2 separate regions of the Xenopus laevis genome follow, and region 2 is linked to region 1. A link is a contact called in public Hi-C data. All regions are on one chromosome and are shown on one strand. The core of a region is the stretch at or near the end of the contact, and the rest is flanking DNA. Distances in the headings are between cores, read along the strand shown.

Region 1 (6,470 bases), core at 2,005-4,504:
GGCTAAATGTCAGGTTAGATGCAATGGTACTGCCCCATTTAGACTAAGCAGTTTAAGTTTTAAGCAGTGCTTCCCTGAGAATCCTGCAGGGGGCACTTGTGTATAACCTTAAAACTCAGACCTTCCACTTTCAGGTTATTTGCAATTTGTCAAGTGATGCTGAGGTCATGGAGTCTGATCCCAGATCTGGCTGCATGTTTGGGCTATTACGACTTACTGGTATTTGTAATACAGGCGGCTGGGGACAAATCCTGATGTTTAATAGCTCAGGCATGTAACCAGGCTGTTCCTGGGAGAATAGGGCAGCATGGAAAGTGCACAGTCCAACAGTTTTAGAAAGATTTTAGAAATCACATTTCCATTCAATTGGTTAATGAATCCTTGGCAATGGGCAACAGACTTGAGGTCTTACTTGGTAACTGCCCCAATATTGCCAGGACTGACCATACCAGAAGGTCATGAACATCGCCCAAAATGGGTGGGATTTGGACATTGGTGTAATGTTGCATCCCTAGGCACTAAAACCCCATATACAGCAGATCATGGGTGGCAACAAGGTGGTGGGCCCATGAGTTAAGCTAGGCATAGCTGCAGGGTCTGCTCCCCCTGTAAACACCACCGGTTTTATGGACAGAATAGGGGTGTAATATGGTACCACAGGGTGGGACTGGGTATGTTGGGAACATAAAAACCCATGGGGCATAGAGCAAAGGCAGTATGCTTAGCTGCTCTGCACATTGCCAAAACTTTTTCAGTGCCAGGCACAGTTAATGTATTTGCTGCAAAGGGGTTAAACCTACCAGGCTGTTATGTCATGTTTCTCTGTGTTGTGGATCAATGGAAAGTTATAGCCGCGACGTAAGGCTGAGTCTGTCTCATTACACAGAGAATGTCATACACATATTAAAAGTTCATTAAGCCTCACTGTAAACACAGAGCCATCGATTCTGACAGCAGCAATCACTGCCCAAGGCCTCAGATTTGCCTCTCCCCTTGCTTAATCATTTTCCCCATTTCAACAAGGTTACTGATATGAAAAAACATTGGGGTAACATTCACCCTACTATAACTCCAGGGGTACCCAGGCTCAAATAACCATTCACCCCAAATCACACCCTAACTGACCTTCAGCCTCGGCCCCATTAGTTCATAACAAGGTTACAGTTATAGAGGAACATTGGGGTAATAGTCACCCTGCTATAGTTCCAGGGGTGCCCAGTGCACAAATAAGCACTCACCCCAAATCTCACCTAAAGTGGATAGAAATTATCTTCCTGTGACAACTGCCTGCTTTGCATTAGCACAATATACAACAACAGTGACTGGATTCTGATGATACCTCCAGCTGAGCTGCCTCTATCCTTTAGCCTGCAGCCAGGAGGCAGTTATTGCCTGTAGGGTCAACTGCATCCAGTTTGTGGCAGATGGTCCCAGCTTCCTTTATTCAAATGCTAAGAAAGGGACAATCAGAGAACATGTGGTTAGGAGAGAACTCACTCACTTACCCACCCTAGAACTCTGTATTTTTCTTAGGCAGTGGGGCCACACGGGGCGGAAATCAGCTAACCAAAATCTGCCAACCGAAATTCACTGGCTGATTTCAGCCCTATTGCCCACGGTAGGGCTGAAATCAGGTAGTTGATTTCTGCTAGCTGATTTCAGCCCAGTGTGACTTCTAAAATCCTTTTCTTTTATAGTAAGGGGTACCTTATCCCTTATAATACATGAGTGATACTCAGAGTTCCCTGTATATGCCTTTCTATGGTCACAGAGCACCATAGTGACTTCTAATATCCTTATAATTGACAGAAGGGGGTACATTATCCCTTATAATACATAATACATATAATACTTAATAAGGGGCCGATTCACTAAATTCGAGTGAAGGATTCGAAGTAAAAAAACTTTCGAAGTATTTTTTGGGCTACTTCGACCATCGAATGGGCTACTTCGACCTTCGACTACAACTTCGAATCGAAGGATTCGAACTAAAAATCGTTCGACTATTCGACCATTCGATAGTCGAAGTACTGCCTCTTTAAAAAAAACTTCGACCCCCTACTTCGGCAGCTAAAAGCTACCGAAGTCAATGTTAGCCTATGGGGAAGGTCCCCATAGGCTTGGCTAAGTTTTTTTGATCGAAGGATATTCCTTCGATCGTTGGATTTAAATCCTTCGAATCGTTCGATTCGAAGGATTTAATCGTTCTATCGAAGGAATAATCCTTCGATCGTTCGAGTGTAGCATTTGCGCTAAATCCTTCGACTTCGATATTCGAAGTCGAAGGATTTTAGTTCCTAGTCGAATATCGAGGGTTAATTAACCCCCGATATTCGACCCTTGATGAATCGGCCCCTTAGAGTTCCTAGTATAACTTAACCTGCAGCCTTGTGCCTTTAAATGGTCACATAACCACTGAAAGTAGGATGCTTGGGTACTTATGGGAAGGGCAATGAGGATCTAAGTTCAACACAATGAACTTGAATGGGGAGGCCTCCTAAACATTGTGCCTTTGTTTTCTGCTTCATAGGAAAAGATTAAAGGTAATAACACACTATGGAACTAGGGTTGCCACCTTCACTGGATAAAAATACCATCCTTCCAATATTTGATATATTTCCCCTATTAATAACATTGGGATCAAGTATTATCTTTATTGCCCAGGTGACATAGAACTATGAAAGTGACATTGAAGATTCTAGTGTTCCTTCACAGGTAAAAGACATTGTGTTTTATAGGGCAAATATGGACAGGACAATCAGGATGGTGAGGTCCATGAAAAAGGGGCAAGATGGGTACTGGCTGGATGCAGGGGCCACTGTAGATTTGTTAGAGAGATGCATTGGACCCTTTAAGAAATAATACTAGGGGTCCCTATTGAGGTGACTAAGAGGATGTTGTATAGGACCCCTGTATAAGTGGCAAGAGAGGTAGAGTTACAGGCTAGGGGGTTCCTAGACTTGTGTCAGGATGTGTGGGTCCCTATAGAGGTGGCAGAGAAGACGTTGGCTGTTAACTCTATGGAAGTGGCAATCTATAGGGGTGGCGATGAGGAGGGTGATCGCTATGGCCCCTATGGACGTTTCATTCATGATCTGTGGGCCCCTGTGGAGATAGCAATAACGGATGCTAGGGCCCCCATCAGGATACTGCAGGTCCTACAGAGTGTGGCCCCTGAACAGCAGGCAGGCGCAGAGCAGTAGCAGCGAGAGCGGAGGGGCATTGTTGGGAGCGGAGGGGAGGAGGGGAGCAGGAGCTGATGGAACAATAGAGGGAGGGAGGGAGACTGGAAGGAGACAGGCGGAGGAAGAGACACAGGCAGCGGGGCTTGCGGGGGATATGGATCCGGGCAGAGCAGCCCCAGTGCCCGCTGCAGCACAGTGAGCGCCTCCCGGATACAGCCCCGCGCCCCCGGGCCCCAGCTCGGAGCCATGAATGCGGCGGAGGGTGCGGATGATGGAGGGGGAGCGGATTCCGAGGTGGATGCCTTTTTCCGCACAGGTAAGACGGCTGGAAAGCCCCGGCTGGGGCAGGACGAGTACCGGGGCGATCCTGGGCAATGACACCCTGGGGTGGGAGAATATTCTGGGGTCAGATGTGACATTTGGGGCAAGAGCTGACATTAGGGGCAATACTGGCTGTCAGATGTGACATGGGGGTGGGGGGGTTGAGAGCAGATATCACACTGAGAGGCATTTTTGGGAACAGGTGTGTCATTGGGAGGAATACAACACTGATACACATGTTGTTGGGGAAAATGCTGTGGTCAGTGTATCAATGGGAAAAATATTGGGGGGCAAATGTGTCATTAGGAAAATACTGGGGGGCACATGTGTCAATGGTGGAACATACTGGGTGTAGATTGGACATTGGGTTAAATAAGGGGGGCAGATGTGTAATGAGGGAAAATATTGGGGGGCAAATGTGTCATTAGGAAGATACTGGGGGGCAGATGTGTCATTGGGGGAACACACTGGGTGCAGATGTGACATTGGGTAAATAAGGGGGGCAGATATGTAATGAGGGAAAATATTGGGGGACAGATGTACATTAGGAATATACTGGTAGACATAAGTGTCATTGAGAAAATAAGGGAACAGATGTGTCATTGGTAAAAAATAATGAGGGACAGATGTTCACTGATGAAAATACTGGGGGTGCAGATTTGTCATTGTGGGAAATACTGGGGACAGATGAGACATTGAAGGATTGGTTAAGAGCATTAGGGGATTCTGGAGGCAGATATGGCATTGATCGGAATGTTGGGGGCAGATTTGTCATTAATATGCATAACTTATTTGGTGGGGGTTAATATTGGGGCAATTGTTGATGCAGGTATTTTATTGAGGGAAAGTTATGTATAATTAAATCTACTAATCACTGCAGCCAATAGGGTAAATAATAAGGGGCTGATGGGACATCTGGGGAGGTTGTGGGGCTGATGTTGCAGTGTAAAAGAAGGCAAATTTTATTTGGTGGGTGCCAATATCGGGGCAGGCATGACACTGAGGGGGCTGTTACTAGTATACGAATATCAGTGCTATTTACTAATTGCAGCACCTACTGTGCTATGGTGCAGCCTGTTATCCCCAGCCTTGAAAGCCCATCGTTACAGATTTTTTTCCACATTATCTGTCCCTAAATTGTTACCATGGCAATTGGTGTTACTGTCTCAGCTTTGCATCATACATGAACACAGTGCCAAAGTGCCCATGATGAGTTATGAGCCTGGCACCTAACTAGAGCGGTGCTCCTAATGTAAAAGAAAGTCTGCGTGTACATTGTTCATATTGGGGTAATATATACTGTGTTTAGTAACGTATGACCTCTGTGCACCGGTATTGATTGTGATGTATGTAACTCCATATGTTCTATGTACTGTATATAATTCATGTGATTTAGTTGTATGATCACATTTACTTTACAGTGCTACGCAATATGTTGGCGCTATATAAATACATGTTAATAATAATAATGATTTGGGGAGAGTATGTAGGAATGTAAAATATTGGAGAGTGTATGTGACAATGCAGCATAAATGGGAGAATATCTAGAAATATAAATGTTACACTTTTTTATATAAAGGCCCCTATCAGACATACAAAGCCGCACCAGAACCAGAACCAGAAATGTAATCAAAGCATTTTTTATATATATATATATATATATATATATATATATATATATATATATATATATATATATATAAATATATATATATATATATATATATATATATATATATATATATATATATATATATATAAAATGCTTTGATTACATTTCTGGTTCTGGTTCTGGTTCTGGTGCGGCTTTGTATGTCTGAGAGGGGCCTGTGCCTTGGAAATTCTAATGAGGTTTCATTATTTATCTCATGTATTTATTTAATGTAAATCATTTCTGTAATCAGTATTAGTGTCCTCCATCTTTTGCTATCCCATAATGCTGCTGGGTGTACACAGAACATCACTTCTGTGTGGGAAACACTTCCTCATTCTCTCAGCATGTGATTGGCTGTGTTCTGTTTGCAAACCTAGTTATGTTATTGTGCCCCTGTAGGGATACAAAGCATTGATTAAATATGACCCCCCCCCCTCAGAAACCTTTAAATAAATCACTTGTTTAAGATTTTATGACTTTTGTCCAATGACTCCCTTTATATATAAAGTTATACACAACTGTCATAATGTTATGCGACTGGTCTCTAACTATATTACGGTCTCTTATTATGTATAAATAGTATATGTCTGTCTTGTAACTATATGCTGGCTTCTCTCTATGAGGTACAGTTATCAAAGACTGAAGTTAGAAATCTCCACAGTCCGCTGGAGTGAAATTCCACCGCTCTCCATTCATTTTTCTATGGGATTTTTAAAAGAGTATTTATCAGTGGGGGAAAGTGAAAGTTCATTCTTTGATAAATATGCCTTTCCAAATCCCATAGAAATGAAGGAAGAGTGGCAGAATTCACTCTTTGATAGATATACCCCTATGTTTCAGTGTTATGTGGCTGTCCTGTAACTATATACTGTTCTCTCCCAATGTATAAATGCTATGTGATTGGTCTTTAACTATTTAATGGCCTTACTCCATGTTAAAATGTCATGTGACTGCCCCCTAACTAAATCATGGCTTCTCCCTATTTATGTGATTGTCATCTAACAGTATCATTGCTTTTCCCTATGTATACATTTAATGACTGTCTAAATTAGGGTCTCATTTTAATGTTAATATCTGTGCATTTTTGTGCTACGTCCTTCAGTAGTCTCTATAGCATATCATCCCCATCATAAAACTTGTATGTCACTTGTCACTAGTATGAGATTTTATGTGGCTGTAAGACACCATGGACTCTGCCTATGTATAAATGTTATGTGACTGCCATCTGATGATATTATGATGTCTCCCTATGTATTCATATTACGCGACTGCTCTGCTCTCTGACTATTTCATGGTCTCTCTCTATACAT
Region 2 (6,470 bases), core at 1,823-4,322, 75 kb after region 1:
TCCATTAGTCTGTCCCTACCCCATCTACCCCCAGTATGGCCTTAGGCTAATCTTACATGGGGCTGAAATTCTATACTTGAATTTCAGCAATGAAATCCACCATGTATGTCTGCACCCAGGTGCAGCTAAGGTAAGGAAGGGGCTAATTGCTGGGTAGGGGCTGCAATCAACCCCTAACCTTGGCTACTCTTTCCCTTCCCCTATCTACCTAGAACTCAGACTTATCCCCCCCCAGTATGGCTTTATGTCTGTCACAGCTAGGGTTGCCATCTGGCCAGTATTTTACCGGCCTGGACGGTAAAAACTATGGTTGATTCCAATGTTGTTAATAGGGAAAAAAGATAAATATATAGGAAGGCCGGTATTTTTCTCCAAAAAAGGTGTCAACCCTAATCACAGCTAGTCTGTCCCTTCTCCTAGCTAGTCTGTCCCTTCTCCTATCTACATAAAGAACTCAGACTTATTCCCCATCAGTACTGTCTTATGTCTGTCTAGTCTAGTCGGCCCCTTCCCCTGCCAATCTAAAAACCTTAAGCTTATACGTGCCCAGTGAGGCCTTATATCTGTTCCATCTAGTCTGTCCCTTCTTCTATTTACCTAAAGCGCTCAGGCTTATTCCCCCAGTATAGTCTTATGTCTTTTTCATCTACTCTGCCTCTTCCCCTATCTATAAAACATTAATAAAGGGTAAGTAGAAGAATCAGTCACATGCTGCCAAAAAATGCCAATAAATGTACAAATGTGTCCCCAGATTGGCTTTGTGTTTGCAGTTCTTTATGTTCATGTGGTGCTGCTGAGTCGGTGCCTGACATGCGGCAGTTATGGGAATGACTTTTACATATCCATCAAGGTTCCTATTTTACGAGCACCAACATCCTGAGGGAACACTTAGTATTCGCTGTCAGAATGAGCATTTCATCAGTCCCTGATCACAAGTGATGGAGCGTCTGACAGTGTTTTACTCTTGCCACTGTGAGTCGAGAGTCACAAATTCAGTTCATATGGGAATGTGTGGGAGCCGAGTAGCTGCTCCTGTGCTTCTGCAGGTTGTCTGCTGCCATCTCTAACCCTTAATATGCCATCTCTGATCCCTGATATGGGGGTGCAATACAGTTAGGGACCTGGGAGAAAAACATCACTGGTGATATTGCCCATAGCAACTAATCAGATCTTTGATTTTGTTTTCTAACTTGTACGTGATTGTTTATTGGTTGCTATGGACATCACCAGTGATGTTTTTCTCAATGTTTTACACGGTATGATAAATTGGCCCCTTACTGTTCGGGGTCACTAATCACATCACATTTTAACTGTATTTCCTTGTGCAGCCATGTGACCATTTGTACCCTAAACCTCAATTTCACTTTCCCTGTGGAACTGCTTCATCAGTCCCACCCTGACCTCTTCTTCTTCAAATTCTATGTGTTACTGTGACTCCTCTGCTATAGTCATCTCTATCCCATCAGGCACCACATGTCTCTCTTCTGCACCACCAGGCCCTTCATTTCTCATTCCTGCCCCATCAGGCCCCAAATTTCTCCTAATTTCTCTTCTCTACCCCACCAAGCTGTACTTTTTTCTTCTTTGTGGCATCAGGCCCAGCGTTTTTCTTTGTTTTTTTCTCTGTTCCATTAGCCTGTGCATTTCTCTTTTCTGCCCATTTGTTGCACATTTCTCTTCTTGCCCCACCGTGCTGCTCATTTCCTTTTTCTGCCCTATGAGGCGCATATTTCTCTTTCCTGACCCATCAGGCCCCTGAATTTGCTCTCCTGCAGGTTGTCTGCTGCTATCTCTAACCCTTAAAGGGTTAAAATCATCCCTGATATGGGGGTGCAATACAGTTAGAGACCTTGGAGAATATTGGAGAAAAACATCATTGGTAATGTTGCCCATAGCAACCAATCAGATATTCATTTTGTTTTCTAACTTGTACGTGATTCTTTATTGGTTGCTATGGACAACATCACCAGTGATGTTTTTCTCCATCAGACTGTGCATTTCTCTTCTTGCCCCACCATGCTGCTCATTTCCTTTTTCTGCCCTATGAAGCTCATATTTAACTTCCCTGACCCATCAGGCCCCGAATTGCTTCTCCTGCAGGTTGTCTGCTGCCATCTCTAACCCATCGCATCACGTCTCTAGGTGCCCACCCCCATCTCCAGCTGAATGCAGCTCTTTCTATTTACATCCTCATTGGTGTTGCTAAATATATCTCATTTATGCGGCATGATGGGATTTGTGCAAAGTGCTTCACCGCCCCCCCCCCCCCCCGAGTTGTTCTACAAGTGGAACTTGAAAGTTCCAGAGAAACATGTTATAATTTCCTGTGATTGAAGAGGAAAGCCACTGTGCAGAGTCTCTATGGAATATAAATGGAAGGGAGTAATTCATACATAGGTGCAGACTGTACAGTTGTACAATTAATCTTTACAAATGCTGTAACCGTGCATGGAAGACAGTTTGGACTTGGTCATCATTTACCATTTTTTTTGTGGTTGGTAAATTGTTTACATTGCTTGCTGTCGGGCTCCCTAGTTTGACATTGAAAACAGCTGTCTGTGTCACTGACCCAAGTCACAGCCTACCAGTGCCAATGTCAGAATGAAAGATCAACTCTACTGTAAAGCTGAACAGACATGGCTCCTTCCAGACTGAGATGTTAGTTTATTGGCCAATCCGAGAGCTTGTGACTGTGTGTGTCATTCTTCCATTATAATAACAATATTATTATATTATTATGTTATGTGCTGACTTTGGAGGACAGTGAGCCTATTTACAGCCATGCTAGCTGGAGACTCATATACCTGAATTGTCCAAGAGAGTAGGAAAAATATGGAAGCTTAGAAAAGGCAGAGCAAACAAAACAATTAAACTTGTATATGATCATTGAACAATAGGACAAACCTGTGTCCCAAGCAGGCTCATAGACTATGGCCCTGTCATTGGGAAGCAGCAGCTCACAGCACAGAGCCCAGCATTATTCATAAGGGAAATGTAGGTTTCCTGCTAGAGAATGGGAAGCTCGGGGTAGAGCCAAAGGAAACAGCCTCTGGTTTCCCGAATGGCATCTCATATGTGTGATAAGCTGGGGTGCAGGCTACTGAATGTCCTGCCTGCTGGGGTGGCCTATAGAGCACACAATGAGTCGCAGAACTTGCTTAATTCTCCCAGGCCCTAGCCAATAACTCTGGTTAAGATAAGGGGTTTCAGCTTGAGACAAGGCCAGGATACTTCAAGGTCTCTCTCTAAACTCTGCAATTAATTACAGCTTTATTCTGGGAAATGGCTATTACAAAAGGAAATCTAAAAAGCCAAACTCTGGTCACATGTGATACATCAGGGCTGATCATCACATGGATACGGGGTGACTCACTGGCTAAGATTTTCGTTTTTAAACACAAAACTATGCTTTAAATTCCTCATGCTGTGTCTTTGCATGCTCATTATATTATATTGGCGCGGGTTCTTATTTAGCTGCATATTTGCGCATATTTATATGAGCCAGCCCCATTCCTCATCAGAATTACCAGCTAAATCTTATCTAATGGAATGGTGCCCTCTTGTGGCAGAATCAGCAGCATTAATAAAAAGGCTGGTAGAATGATTGCTTGGCTGTTCCAGGCAATGATTTGTGATGCTGCATTTCTGAGAAACAGGAGCCCCTTGTCTTGTTCTGCCAGATCATCTAAGTAATATTTTATTGGATCAGAATTGGAGTATAAAGCTTCTTTATATGCTTCTTTAGTGAGTGGGATTCCAGTGTTTCAATGGTATGAGCATTGTGGGTAAAGAAGGGCACCACAAATGGACTGGAAGTTCTATAAGCCTGAATATGGTGCCCAAATAGGATTTTAAGCTCTGTGGGGCAAAGCTTAATTAGCATGTACTGTAAGCTTCACTGGGCATAGTAGGGCACTGTAATTAACGTGTACACAAAAGGACAAAGTAAGGCACCGTAATTATTGGGCAAGTTCTATTCGATTTAGGGTTTGACTGAATCCCAAAAATATGAGTTCAGTTTTTACCTAAGTAGAATGAAAACATTACAAGGCAAAACAGTTCAGTTTATGTAGAGGCTGGTACAAGGCAAGTTCTACCTTGTAAATAAAGAGAATGGGTGGGGGACAGATTTCGAGATTGTGATTAAGGGCACCATGGTTATTGGGCAAGCTTTCTAGGGCAAAGAAGAACACTGTAATTAGAGTGCAAACACTATTTGGGCCAAGAAGGCACCATCATTATTGGACAAGCTCTGCAGATCAAGCAGGCACTATGATTAGTATGTAAAAAATGTTGGGCAAGCTATGGTATCATAATTAGTGTATAAGCTCTATGGGGCAACGTAGGGCCCCTTTATTAGCTGGTAAGCCCTATGGGTATTTCTTTCTTTCTTTGAATTTATTAAGCCCTATGGAGCAACATTTGGTGCCATATTAACAGGGATAGAACTATGGAGCAAAGTAGGGCACCATAATTATTGGACAAGCTCTATAAGGCAAAGTAGGGCACTGTAATTTTTGTGTAAAGATTCGGAGTTGTAGTCATACAGCAGCTGGAGGGCAGTACTTTGGGGATCTCTGAATAATCTCCCCCCCCCCCACACACACACACAAACTTCCCTCAAATGAGGGCCTCGGCCTCCCTGCTCTGTCTAATGCTCCCTTTCCTCTTATTTCAACACATTAAACGTTTCTAACCTTTCCAAAACCTTTACAGGCTGCAGTGGTGTAAACAATAGAAACCATGTGTATTCCAGATGCTTCTTGTATAGAGAGCTAGAATCTCAATCATAATCCATGACCTGAGAGAAGAAATATGCAGATGTGCCAGGATATCCCCCTGCTGAGTGCAATCAGTAACATCACAACCTCTGAAAATTAACCTAAATCCCCTTATCCCAACCCAGTTTTGTTTTCCTGATCTGCACATTTCAGGCTCCAATAAAAAGACCAGTGTCTCTCTATTTCTCTTGGTGATTCTGGTGACAAATTGGATATAAATTTTGATGTTTATTTAGCTTCAAGACTTGTGGGCTCTCCGGCCTTTGATGGGAAAATTAATACAGCTGCTTCATAGTCATTTCTACTAAAAATAAAGGTTGTTTATGAGACACTAAGCACTTGCGCACAACTGCAGCCTCTCATTAGCAGGGCAGCCTTAGTATGGTGGGAAATGTTATAACACAGGGACTGGGTGATACAGGTTGGACAGGCCTGGTATGTTTGCATCTATCTTTATATTGCAGATACCGTATACACAGCACTGTAAATATATACAGTAACAGTACAGTTGGACAAACATGGCAATAAAGTCTCAACAATTGTCATGTTAAAAGATACAGGAAAAAGAATGTCTCTGCCCCATAGAACTAACAATCTAATAGGTATAAAGTGCTTGTGCCGCAGTCCCTTCCCCAACAATAAAATAAAAGATAAAACGGTGGTGTGCTCTATGGGGTCCAAATTGTACCTTATTATGCCCTGGTCTTTCTGTGCCCTTTTAGTTTGATATTCTTATAAATCTGGCTCCCAGGTCGTGTAGCAGAAGATGTAATAAGTATTTTCCCTGGCACACAGCCATGTGTATGGGATGGGTAGAGCATTTGAGTGGCAGGGGTAACTATGGAGGGGGGGATAGGAAGCAGATCGGAGTGCAGATAGAGGGAACTTCCCTTCTGCATATTATTCATGATTTGTTTGGGAAAGAGGAACAGATAAGATGCTTTTATTTACAGTCACAGCATCGCCAATGTTTGTTTCATGACATGAGAGTGGTGGAGACAGATCTGCGCATCTTTATAGGAGACCTAGGAGCTGTTAAATTAGCCATTTAGCAGTAAAAATCATTGAAAGAAAACTATGTTTGCTATAAAACACCACATAGGGCATTAAACACAGACTCTTCCTTTCATTCCCACAACCACTGAGCTGCCACGCTTGCTGTATTTTGCACTTGTGGTCAAGACTGGGGGATCTGCCAAATTGCTCTGACTCTCTAAAACAGAATGTGAGTCCGTGCCAGTCTTCACTATGAGGGTCCCATTTACAGGGCCTCTTGTATATATGTGTTGCAGCTATACACAGTATCTTCTCTGTGGTGCCACTTCTATATTTCCTGAGATTTATTGTTTTTGGCCGTTCTGTTTGCTTTAGAAAAATTGGTCTTCTCTACAGTTCCAAACTCCTCGCAGTAACCACCTCTGGCACTACTACACACAATGAACTACACAGATTGAAGGTGCCAACCCTATTAAATGTGAAAAGCGGATGTAAAATTCCTTGTGGCACAGCTTATTGTGATCCTAGAGTGGCGTGCAACAAGTTGTGCCACACTCTGAACTCTATATAGTGATTTTAAACTAGGGAGCACCTTTTGCCCTTTAGAGGTAGATATTGACATAAATATTGTGTTACTGTATCTTCTCGTGTGAAATAATAGCATCCCCTTTCACCCCATGCAGATGTTTGACT

Evidence for each region. Hi-C and Micro-C count contacts between places; a contact is called where the count stands out from the background.
Region 2: a Hi-C map of animal cap shows a contact between it and region 1, with 5 times the contacts expected there. The contact joins the enhancer-like site here to the promoter of kalrn.S in region 1. A contact is called at or near these places in 3 of 4 Hi-C or Micro-C datasets (the XL177 cell line, the XTC cell line and animal cap).

The regions. Positions count from the first base shown.
Region 1 is chr9_10S:49,335,303-49,341,772 of Xenopus_laevis_v10.1, forward strand. kalrn.S (kalirin) reads left to right here and starts at 3,255. Exons shown (of 59, transcript XM_041578187.1): 1 at 3,255-3,501. The coding sequence starts at 3,432.
Region 2 is chr9_10S:49,410,584-49,417,053 of Xenopus_laevis_v10.1, forward strand. It overlaps kalrn.S (kalirin), which reads left to right. Exons shown (of 59, transcript XM_041578187.1): 6 at 6,461-6,470. Among protein-coding and RNA genes, the nearest start is that of kalrn.S, 75 kb to the left of the region's middle. Within about 2 kb of position 3,073, at least 1 of the 7 cell types and tissues checked has an H3K27ac peak or open chromatin away from gene starts, as enhancers often do.